2 separate regions of the Sus scrofa genome follow, and region 1 is linked to region 2. Evidence: chromatin contacts called from public HiChIP or PLAC-seq data. All regions are on one chromosome and are shown on one strand. Each heading gives the region's core, a stretch centred on a gene start, on an enhancer-like site or on the middle of the called end of the contact. The rest is flanking DNA. Distances are from core to core; before and after follow the strand shown. Region 1 overlaps ZNF648 (a long non-coding RNA gene). Region 2 has its middle 270 kb from the start of ZNF648.

The links. HiChIP or PLAC-seq counts read pairs in DNA pulled down with a chosen protein or histone mark.
Region 1: a contact with region 2 is called in an H3K27ac HiChIP or PLAC-seq map of alveolar macrophages. The contact joins two enhancer-like sites. A contact is called at or near these places in 1 of 47 Hi-C or Micro-C datasets (embryonic fibroblasts) and 1 of 2 datasets of contacts at active chromatin or transcription factors (alveolar macrophages).

Annotation. Positions count from the first base shown.
Region 1 is chr9:123,583,255-123,588,895 of Sscrofa11.1, forward strand. The region is part of intron 9 of ZNF648 (a long non-coding RNA gene); the gene reads right to left. Among named protein-coding and RNA genes, the nearest start is that of ZNF648, 120 kb to the right of the region's middle. Within about 2 kb of position 2,662, at least 12 of the 83 cell types and tissues checked have an H3K27ac peak or open chromatin away from gene starts, as enhancers often do. A contact at or near this core is called in alveolar macrophages, where this site is marked.
Region 2 is chr9:123,436,186-123,442,174 of Sscrofa11.1, forward strand. No RefSeq gene overlaps it. Among named protein-coding and RNA genes, the nearest start is that of ZNF648, 270 kb to the right of the region's middle. Within about 2 kb of position 4,241, at least 11 of the 83 cell types and tissues checked have an H3K27ac peak or open chromatin away from gene starts, as enhancers often do. A contact at or near this core is called in alveolar macrophages, where this site is marked.

The DNA.
Region 1 (5,641 bases), core at 1,412-3,911, 150 kb after region 2:
TCGTGGCGCAGCGGAAATGAATCTGACTTGGAACGATGAGGTTGCAGGTTCGATCCCTGGCCTTGCTCAGTGGGTTAAGGATCCTGTGTTGCCGTGAGCTGTGGTGTAGGTCACAGACACGGCTCAGATCTGGCGTTGCTATGGCTGTGGTATAGGCTGGCAGCTGTAACTCCAATTAGACCCCTAGCCTGGGAAACTCCATATCCTGCAGGAGTGGCCCTAAAAGACAAAAATAAATAAATAAATATATAAAATGAGTTGAATGCTTGGCCCACCTTTGGAGACTCATCCCTGAGTCCTTGGTGAGCTGATGGCAGCCACCACTTACTGAGGATTAACTATGTGCTCCTTGGAGTTCCTGTTGTGGTGCAGTGGTTAACGAATCCGACTAGGAACCATGAGGTTGTGCGTTCGATCCCTGGCCTTGCTCAACGGGTTAGGGATCTGATGTTGCCGTGAGCTGTGGTGTAGGTCGCAGACATGGCTCGGATCCTGCATTGCTGTTGCTCTGGCATAGGCTGGTGGCTACAGCTCCAATTAGACCCCTAGCCTGGGAACCTCCAAGTGCCGTGGGAGCAGCCCTAGAAAAGGCAAAAAAAAAAAAAAAAAAAAAAAAAAACCTATGTGCTCCACAGATCAAATTATTTAACCCCCATAATAACCCCATGATATATGTATTCTGTCTCCATGTCATGGTTGAGAGAACCGAGGCTCAGAGAAGTCAGGTGATTTAGAAGCAAACCATTAGTGATTGGGCTCAAGACCGGGATTCAGGTCTGTTTGCCAGCATCCAGGGCCTGCTCTGCATCCCACACTCCCCTGCCTCCATGGGCACTACCATGTCCTCCAAGGCTACCTCTCTGCCTTCACGTTTCCCATGAGCCTGGGCCTCAGAGCAGGGCACCAGGGTGGGATGTTCTGCCCCCTGTAGATTCCTGCTGGCCCAGTCCTACCTGGAAATCCAGATGGTGAGCAAAGAAGGCTTGGTCACTTGGGCATGGGTGTGCATAGCAGTGCAGGGGTAACCAATGGCCCCAAAGGCTGCGGAGAAACCACAGAGCCTTTTCCTTTGCCTGGAATTGCTCCCTACCCCAGTCCCTTCCTTCTTTCTATCCCCTCCTCTATTGCCACTAAAACCTACCCTTCTGCTATAGCTACAACCTTTTCTACTTCCTTCTGTGTACTAACAAAATCACCTCTGTTAATCATATCATACATCTATACGCTATGTTTGGGAAAAATGCAATTAACACATAGTAGGTCTCTAAGACATGTGTGCATGGATGATATAGTCGGAAGTTCCTCTAGGGGCAAGAACTTTGATCTCTATCTCACTAGAACTGAGAATTGTGCCTAGCACATAGTAGGTGCTCAAAGAGTCTCAGTTATTGAATGTTTGGCACAAAGGAGCAGGAGGAACGCTGAAGAAGAAGAAATGAGTTTGGGTTTTGTTTTTTAGTGCCAATGTTCAAAAGTATTTAAAAGAAAAAAATTTCCCCAAACCCCCAATGTTTTATTGAATGCCTAGGACCTCTCGACTCTGGGAAGGTCATCCTGTTCTCACTCCCTTCCTATTTCTACGTCATTCCAGAAGTTCTTCAGTGATTGGGAAAAGTTCTAAAGGCAGAGGACTGGTTGTAGGAAGATGAGCAGAGACAAGAATGGAAGAAAAATAAGAGATTCAGCAAAGAAATCCAAGAGGGAGAAAATGCTTACTTTTTTTCCGTGCGGCTAGTCAGCTAAGAGGGCAGCTGAGATGCAACATCAGCCCTTCTCATCCTCTCTGGTGCCGTGGCCTTGGTGAGGGGATCCAGAGTCCTGAACTCTAAAGCTTGAGGAAGATTGGAAGTTGTGACAATTACTGTCATTATCCAAGGTCCCCCTTCTTTCTGACCCAATCAGATTTCTTCCAAGTCTTGACTGTTCCTGCTGGTGTTTCTTGTCAAAACGATTGAGAAAGGCAACATAAGGGGCAGCTCGGAGGAAGCTTCTGAGGATGGCTGGGTTGGGTTTAAGACAAAGACAGAAGGGCACGGGAGCTGTCTTGGATGGGGGCACATGGGCAGAGAAGGGGGTCTCTTTGGAGGTGCTCCCCAAGCGCTGGTGACAGAGATCCTCATGAGGCAGCTCATCCCAGGGAGGGTGGATGCAGTTCGAAGAAGGGCTCACCGTGGCCCCCCCAGAGTCCTGAGGGGCCCCGACTTCAAGTTGCCATGGAGAGTCTCACTACTGCATGGCAACAGATTTCTTTAGATGCCATCAAACTTCAGAAACAGAGCTCTGAGAAGAGGAAGGAAGAGCTGGCTCGGGCCCCAATGAGTCACTGCAGTTCCCCATTTTGCTGTCTGTTCACACATTTCTTTCGTCTCGAGACTGTTCCTCACAGCCCACCTCTGAGAAAATCTTTGGTTGTGGAATACAGCTTCGAATACGGTTTTTACAAACAGGATCCTCTGGCCTCCCTCCAGCTGATATACTGAGTCCCAACTCCTCATGTTCACTGTAGGGACAGGCCAGTAAATCAGGAGATGAGATGTTGGGGCAAGAAGAGTGGCCTGATTCAGAAAGCCAGCTGACGGAGAAGACGACAGACCAACATCCTAAAAAACTCTTCTCGGTCACACAGCGGTCAGGCTTCTTTTATAGAGAGGGAGGGGGCGTGGCCCACTGTGCGGCTGGCCATTGGCGGAGCGGGACCCTTAAGGGCCGCTGCTAAGGGCCTCTTGCTCCGCCCTATTACCCAGGTGTGGCCATTTCTCCTCCTGGCCCCTGACGCTCCTTGTTTTCCTTGACGACCGAGAGCTGTGTGCTTTGATGCTTTTCTCTGACAAGCAATTTCGACTTTGTCTTTGCACCCAGGCTGGCTGGGGCTCTCTGTTATGTCGGTCTCTGGTCAGTATCACAATCACTCAGGCCACTTTTTTTTAAGCCCGCGGACACACGCATAACGCATTTATTCAACTCTTAGCTCAAAAACCTCAAAGTCTCAGCCCAGCCAGGGGCCCAAGACTAATCCTATCTTGTGCGGATTTGTGAGCTCAACAGTTGAAGACTTGAGACAAGGAACTCAAGTTCAGGTGTGATCCAGGGCATTCAACACTACAAGAACACATAGTGACAGCCCTCAGGTGTATTGCTGAGCGTGCTATATGCAAAACACCTGCTGTTAAGACCCGTATGAAGGCAAGCTCTGACATTTTTACTTACTCCTTAGAATCCCTAAATTCAGACCATAGGAAATATCACCCCCAATCAGACCCATGGTCCTTTCAACTCAGGCCATAACCAATAGCCAACACTTGCTCTTAAAGTACCGGCATTGTGTGTTAAGCATTTCTCAGATGTTTCCTTGTTTAATATGGCTGTTCTCCTAACAATCCGTTATCATTATTTTACAAATGGATCTGGAACTTGGGGAAACAAAGTAACTCGCCCCAAAGTCATCTATCTCACAGGCTACTGAAAAGGATTTGAACCCTGAGCCACCTGAAGCCCAAAGCCAAACTTTTAACCAATTATGCTCTGGGGCTGAGACTTTTTAGGGAAGAATCGTATTTTTTTGCAAGGAACTAACCACATAAGACTGGGGTTGGGCTCCCCGAAACACTGTTCTCTCAACAACTATGGCAATTTTATTATCTCTAAGTAAATTAAATTCTTCTTGAATCTTTATCTCCTGCTTGTACAAATGTCTTGAGTAAAATGGTTTTAATCACATTGCTGTCTATGTGCTTCCTCTTATTGGAACTACCGCTCCTATCACCCTGCTCTGAAGAACAACCCTTAATTCTAATTCGCCAAGACTTGTACATTTCAATTTCCCCTCAAAGAAACTTCATAGATTTTCTTTAGATTCATTGCAGGCTACTTTAAGGCCTCATCTTTCCCAGGCAAAAAGTCATGTTTTCAGTGTTTTTGTAAGTCGGCTCTCCCGTGTCCCTTCCTGACCCCGTGCTCCAGGCAAACCAGCAGTTCTAGGCTGTTCCATGTCTATGCCTTCAGTTTCCCACGACCCTCAAACTGAACGCCTCAGCCTTTTCCCCACCTGTTCCTCATTGCCTCGTAGCCAAAATGTATGCTTGATGACTGGCTGGGAGATTACCCCCTCCTTAAAGCATTTTATTTATTTTTCTTTCTTTCTTTCTTTTTTTTTTTTTTTTTTTTCGTCTTTTTGCCTTTTCTAGGGCCGCTCCTGAGGCATATAGAGGTTCCCAGGCTAGGGTCTAATCGGAGCTATAGCCAAAGGCCTACACCAGGGCCACAGCAATGTGGGATCCGAGCTGCGTCTGTGACCTACACCACAGCTCATGGAAACGCTGGATCCTTAACCCACTGCGCAAGGCCAGGGATCAAACCTGCAAACTCACAGTTCCTAGTCGGATTCCTTAACCACTGCGCCACGACAGGAACTACCTTAAAGCCTTTGAAAATGCCCCAGGTGGAAGTGATTCCACTCTCATGTGAAATAACCCCAGGACAACATGCCCTTAGATCTTTCCTGTGGTGCCTTTCACTTCCGCTATTAGATTTTAGTAACACTAAACCTTTCATATTTCTCCTTTTAGATTAGAGCTGCTTGAGGGCAGAGTCTGTATCGATTTCCTAAGGACTTGGATTAAATTAAACACATATTGGCTCAATGCATGAAGGAATATATGTATATATAAATCCGTGGTGTCGTTTGATTTCTTTTCTGGAACATTTCTCTTTCTTTAGCAGAAGTAGATAGCCCAACTGCTTGCAGCATTCCATGTGATAGATTAGTGGGGGTTTATACAAGACTAAGATGGTATATTATAGTTTGTGTCTGACAATCTCCAGTATTGTATTGGTCCTTTAAAATGCAATAGCATATTGATAAGTGAAATAAGTCAGACAGAGAAAGACAAATACCGTATGATATCACCTGTATGTGGACTCTTCATAAATAAACTACTGAATATAACAAAAAAGAAGGAGATTCACAGATATAGAGAACACACTAGTGGTTACCAATGCGGGGGGAGGAGGGGCAATAGAGGGGTGAGTTTGTAGGAAGTACGAAGTATTGGGTATAAGACAGGCTCAGGGATGTACTGGACAACACAGGGAATATTGTCGATATTTGGTAACAATTGTAAGTGGAATTTAATGATTAAAAATTAGGTAACAACTTTAAAAATTCAATCAATAAAATAAAATTGCAGTAGCACATTGTATCAAAGTGTCCTTGGAAAGGTTGCAACCTTTCATGGATGAGGATGGGGAACTCTGTGCTTGTTTTTTCAGAATGGATTGTGGCTATTTCCCTCATAAGTGCATTACTTTGCTTAACTTTAATCTGAAAATATCTTACATATAAATGAATACTGCACTGGGCATACGTTCAAATTATGTATCTTACACAGATATTATCATATTATCACAGATATGGCCTTATCATATTATGCCATTACTACCAGCAAAATCTCAAAATGATAGACACTTTTGTGGCCAAAGGAATTGGGCATCCTGATTCATCTCCTCCAAAACTCAAAATCTGTAATGAGTTGGCCTGACTTTCTGGCCAATGCTGGAATGCAGAACTATCAACGATGGCAACACCTCTGCTGAGCTCCCTCTCAATCTTCACTCCCTGTGCACAAAACATGAGTATTTTGAC
Region 2 (5,989 bases), core at 2,991-5,490:
AGAAATAGAAGTTTTTCTTGCATTGGAAGTCCTGTGGAAAACTTACTTCTCTCCCATTCTACCCTTTCTATTCCCTTTTCCCCCACTTATTTATCCTCTTCTACCCACCCCTCCAAGTAGGGTATTGTAACTCTTGAGGGCAAGAACATGTCATTTATCTTTGCTTTATCAAGGCACTCAGTATTCGCTTGTAGGTGGATGGGTAGAGGAATGAACGGATGCACTGAGACTGGACAAAGAGAGGAGACTGAAAATCTCCTAAATCTGCCACCTATATTGGCCATGTGAATTAGGCAATTGTTCATCTTTCAGCCAGAATTTTCTATCTTCCACAAGTAGAAACTGAACCCACCTCATAGTTTATTATGAAAAGCCAATGAGATAATCTTCAAAAAAGCACTTAACAGAGTACCTAGTATTATTAACCTGCTCAATACGTGTTACCTAGTTAAAGAAAAACAGGAATAAATGGTAAGATTGAGAAAAAGAAAATCCAGGCAGCTCAGGGAAGATGGCAGTAAAATACAAGCTTCTTTATTCAAAGTGAAGTTTAGAAAAATCTAAGAATTCTGTAGGGTGAGGTCTTTAAGAACCCCAAATCTGGCACCCAGTGAAGACAGGAGCAATTTGGGAGGCTGCAATCTCATCATAGTCCAGAAGGTCTGGGCAAGCACTTTTAATTCTTACCAAAACAACAACAATATTGCAGCTCAAGAAAGGAAGTAAAGCTCCCGCAGCTGGCAACAAGCCTTATGTTTTTTGAGGGATAGCCCTTTAATCTAGTGCTCCCTTCTTTTGTTCTTTTAGAACTGACCTAACAAATATTTATTGAATATTTCCTATCTAGGTATTACATCATTATACAGGGCTTCAGATATGAGTAAGAAGCCTACAGTTGCCAGTCTAATATATGAAGATCTTGGAAATTGTCACTCCTGTCCTCACAACAAGAAAAAAAAAAAAAAAAAAAAAAAAAACTAAAAACCAGCTACTTTTTAGAGAAATTGGAAAGACAAATTTCCACAATGAAAACTGGAAAGACAGGTAAATATGAAGAACTTCAGCTTGCCTGAAACAGAAGCTGCTGCAGGAACCAGCTAGAAGCATTTAAGGGTAGTTGACTGATTGCTGGAGACTGAATATGGACTAGTTTGAAAAATAAAACTCCTCAGGGCTCAGCTTTAAGGGGAGAAGTTCCACTTTCATTTACCTCCTGGAGTTTTTACCTCCAGGAGTTCCACCAGGTTTTGGGGGTGAATATTGAGGAAAAATTCCCCATGCTTCTGGCATCAGGAGATAAAGCAAGCATCAACAAAAGACTTAGATATGGTAGAGATTTTGAATTATCCAACTGGGAATTTAAAATAATCATGATTAAACATGTTAAGGAAAAAGTAGACATATATGGAAAAGTAGACATACACAAGATCAGATTAGTAAAGTAAGCAGAGAGATGGAAACTCTAAGAAATAATTTTAAAATGCAAGAAACAAAAAGCACTCTATAAGAAATGAACACTTTTGATAATCATCAGTAAATTAGACAGGACCACAGAAAGAAATCAGTGAGGTCGAAGATAGGCCAATAAAAACTTTTCAAGCTGAAAAGCAAAGAGAAAAAGAATGAATAGAGCAAAGTTACTAAGAACTGTGGAACAATTATAAAAGGTATAACATACACATAATAGGAATAGTGGAAAGAGAAGAGAGGAAGAAAAGAAATAGAAGTAATAATAGCTGAGAATTTTCCAAAATTAACAACAGACACCAAACCACAGGTCCATCCAGACAACTCAGAGAACACCAAGCAGCATAAATATATATTTAAAAAAACCTATGCCTAGGTATATTATATTCAAACTGCAAAGAATCAAAGACAAAGGGAAAGGTTTATAAGAAGGTTATATCTATAGAGCAAGAAGGGTAAGAATTAGATTAGACCTCCCTTCAGAAGCTCTGCAGTAAGAAGAGAGTAGAGTGAACTATTTTTAATTGGACTGTTGTTTGGGGCAGAGTTAGAACTGCAATCCAGATTTCCAGAAACCACTTCTCAACCCATCATATCTTGGTTCTTCCTCAACTGGCTTGAATGTTCCTCTACAACACAGAGGCTCTGTTACATTAAGGGCTAGTCTGTGAAGATGAATTAGATCATGTCCATTCCCTTCTTAAAAACCTCCAAAGACCTCCCATTGAAATTACACAAATGCCAACCTTCTTATGGGTTTCAGAGCGCTCTGTGACCTGACCCCAACTTACCCTTTAGAGGTATCCGCTCCTGCCTGCCCCTTCCCACTGCACACGCCACACTCATCTCTTTTGTTCTCATCCAAGCTGCTCCCACCTCAGGAACTTAGCATCAGCTCTTCCTTCAGTCTCAAACACCCTTCCCCTGATCTTGCTCCTTTTCCTCCTTCAGGTGAAAACTCAAATGTCATTTCCTCCATGAAGTCCTCCCTGCTCACTTCAGCTCCCCAAATAACTATGTTACCTTGCTTTATTTTCCTCATAAAACTTATGGCTATCAAAAAATAATGTTGCCAAAACAAAAAAAAGAAATATGGCATTTGCAGCAACATGAATGGACCCAGAAATTATCATATTAAGTGAAGTTAGAGAGCAAGAGACAAACATCATATAACTTATATGTGGAATATATAAAAAAAGGATACAAATGAAATTATTTGCAGAACAGAAAAAGACTCACAGACCTTGAAAAACTTATGGTTATTAAAGGGGACAGGTGGGGGGCAGGGAGGGGTGGACTAGGGGTTTAGGAGAAAAATGTTCTAAAATTAGGTTGTGATGATGGTTTGACAACTCTATATAATAAAATTCATTGAATTATATAAAAAATAGTGTTATTGGTTTGTTCACTTGCTTACGGTCTGTCTCTCCCACTCGAGTGTAAGCAGGAACCTTGCCTGAACTGATCCCTAGAACAAGGCCTGGCTCATGGCAGGCATTTCAGTAACTTTCTGAATTCATGAGCTCTCTTCTATTCAAATGTGAAGTCTCCTAGGCAAGTAATATACCAAGGTACTATCAGTCGCTAATAATAGATGACTGTGGATGTGTTTAACAGTTTCTTTCAAGAGCACCAGCTAGCAGGGATTCTTGATTGTCTGGGAGCTCAGTGAGGAAAACAAAAGAGGATTAAATCAGCTTGCAGATAAGTGAGAAGGTTTTGTTAGGGGAGGAAGGGCAAAGAGTCTCGGCGGAGGGGAGGCATGGCTTGTAAGAGAGGATCCAGGTGAGACACCAACATCCAATGCTTTCACTGACATGTGGAATCTGAAAAAAGGACAGAACAAACTGCTTTGCAGAACAGATACTGACTCACAGACTTTGAAAAACGTATGGTCTCCAAAGCAGACAGTTTCGGGGGGTGGGGGGATGCGCTGGGGTTGTGGGATGGAAATCCTATAAAACTGGATGGTGATGATCATTGTACAGCTATAAATGTAATAAATTCATTGAGTAATAAAAAAAAGAAGCAAAATGATGAGTAGATTTATAGCAGAACCTAATCAAACTTTTTCCTCTTAAGAGGATCCAGGTGAATGGAGGACGCCTGAAAGGGCTTCTGGAGGGGAGAGGAGTTTGCCATCAGGACCCCATCCACTCTCCTCACTGGCGTACTCAAAGCGGACCCCAAACACGGCATCAGAGAGGCACGTAAAACATCAGGGCATGTGTTCCAACTTCCCTGTGACCCTCTTTCATTCAGTAACATCACCTGTGTAGCACTCAACACAATCCTGCCTTGACCAGCGGGAGTCTGTACTACTTGCAAAGAGGAAATGCAGGAGCAACTGCCTAAGAAATCTCTAAGCTGGAAGAAGCATCTAAAAAGATGAATTCCTCAAAACTCTGGAGGCCTGACTTTCTGGAACCACCCACAAGGTCAGGCTAGAGACAGGAAAACAGGAGACGAAGGGAGTCCCCTGAGGGCTTGGGGCAGAGGTGTTCCTCTGGGAATTAAATAAGAATCATGACAAGACACGTGGAAACAATGAACAATGACAGCTCTATTCTGGAGGGAAAGGAATACATCTACCCATCACATCCAGGTTGGAAGCACTGAACAGACAGAACTTCCATGAGATGGCACCACTCACAGCTCCAGGACTACAAAAAAACCAAAGGTGGATTTCCCCCAGTTTCTTAGCCGCTCAGAGTTCTTTGGCTTTCTCTCTGTGGTTCTTTCGAAATAGGGCTGTGCCCTTCCCATCTCATTATTCTGCAGGCCTGTGGCACGGACTTACGTAAGACATGTGCAAAGAAATCACAGGATTTCTGGGAAGCAGATCTTACAGGCTTATTTTTTCAAACTGCATTGCTAAATTTAGGGAAGTGATTCAGAAGACACCCCCACTCCATCACATGCACACCCCTCTGTCTAGTGTTTCATGCACGTTTAGCTGTTCCTCTTGGCATTTTATTTTATTTTTTTTTTATCTAGTTTCAGCAAAGGACCTTGCATTTGTCCACAAAAGTCCTTTCTGTAAGGATCATTTGCTTTTTGGGGGGGAGGGGGTGAAGTGATGGCTTGAATTCACATGAATAAAATAGAGAGCAGGGCATAACATCGCTTCGCACAGATCAGAAATTCGAGGATTGCATAGTTCATGAGAGCAAATGCGTTCCTCCCCTAAGGGCCTGGGAGGGTTGGGGTAATTCTCACAGGGCACCGATCTTTGAAATGTCAAGCTGAAAATAAGCACTTGACATTGGATGCAGGCGATTGGCTCATTTGTTTGGTTCTTTCCCTGTTTCGTGGGGGCAAGAGGCGGTGTGGTGACCCCCACCCCGCCCCCTGTGGAAAACACACAGTCAGGCGAGGTCTAGATCCTAATCCCTGATGTGTCACTCATGAGGCATGTGTTTCTGAGCCTGTCATTGCCTCTTTCAGCCTCCTTTTCCTCATCTATAAAATGAGAGGGTTGGGCTGGATCATCTTTGCCCAGACTGCTACATACCACTAGCGGGAAATTCACCATGACACTTTCATCCCTTTCTTTGGTCACTCACAAAGGTCAGAAGCACTTTACAGACTTGGTGTGTCCTGTAATAAACAAACACTAAAGATACAAAGCTCTGTGGATCACATTTTCCAAACTAACTTACAAAACAGCCGTGGCACTGCTCTCTTCCTCCTCCCGCAACATTCTAACCTCTATCCCACTCCCCTAATAGTCTAAAAAACCCATTTTGGGAAATCCTGAATGAGATGACCTTGTAGATGAGGTCGATGACCTTGCTGGCTCCTGTCAGCTCCAGATTCAGCTCATTTCTACCATGAAGGCTGTCGTCTTGCCTGACACGCGCTGGTGCAATGAGGGGAGACATGGTTCTTGCCTGCGAGCTGCTTACAGCCATGGTTTATTTTGGATCATGTGAGGGAAGAGCAGGTTGTCTAATGAGCTGATGACATCACTCTGAAGGCTGAGCAGGCTGCTTCCAAAGTTAAGGGGTATTGATACTCACTGGCTGATAAAGAGCTTGCCTTAAGTCCATTTTTGTTTACCTGTGAATTCATCAAAAATAGGTAGATTCGCAGTGAAATACTGATGGGCCAGTATCATCAGCTTCCCACACGGAGCTGAGGCCACTCTCCCATCAGGGGAGACCATGAGTAAGCGTGGCCATTGTAGGATAAGAAAGGGGCCGCTGAGGATGGTGCAACAGTGCCGGGAGCATCTGCCCATTCCCTGTCCTGTCTGAAGTGACTGTGGGAAATACAATTGAATTGAAAATAGAAGATCCCTTCCTGTTTGATGGTGGGAGCAGCAGCTTAAAATCTGCTCCAGTACCTTTTATCAGAGCATTTCTCTGATGTGGGATTCTCTTCCAGGCAAGGCAATTCCAAATCTGCCTCAAGCTTTACAGCTAATGGTACCACCCACCGAGTCTCCATATGGCCTCGGGACTAAGGACATTTGTTTTCACTTTCAAGTGGCCCCTAACTGTGCTATAGGCACAATAGC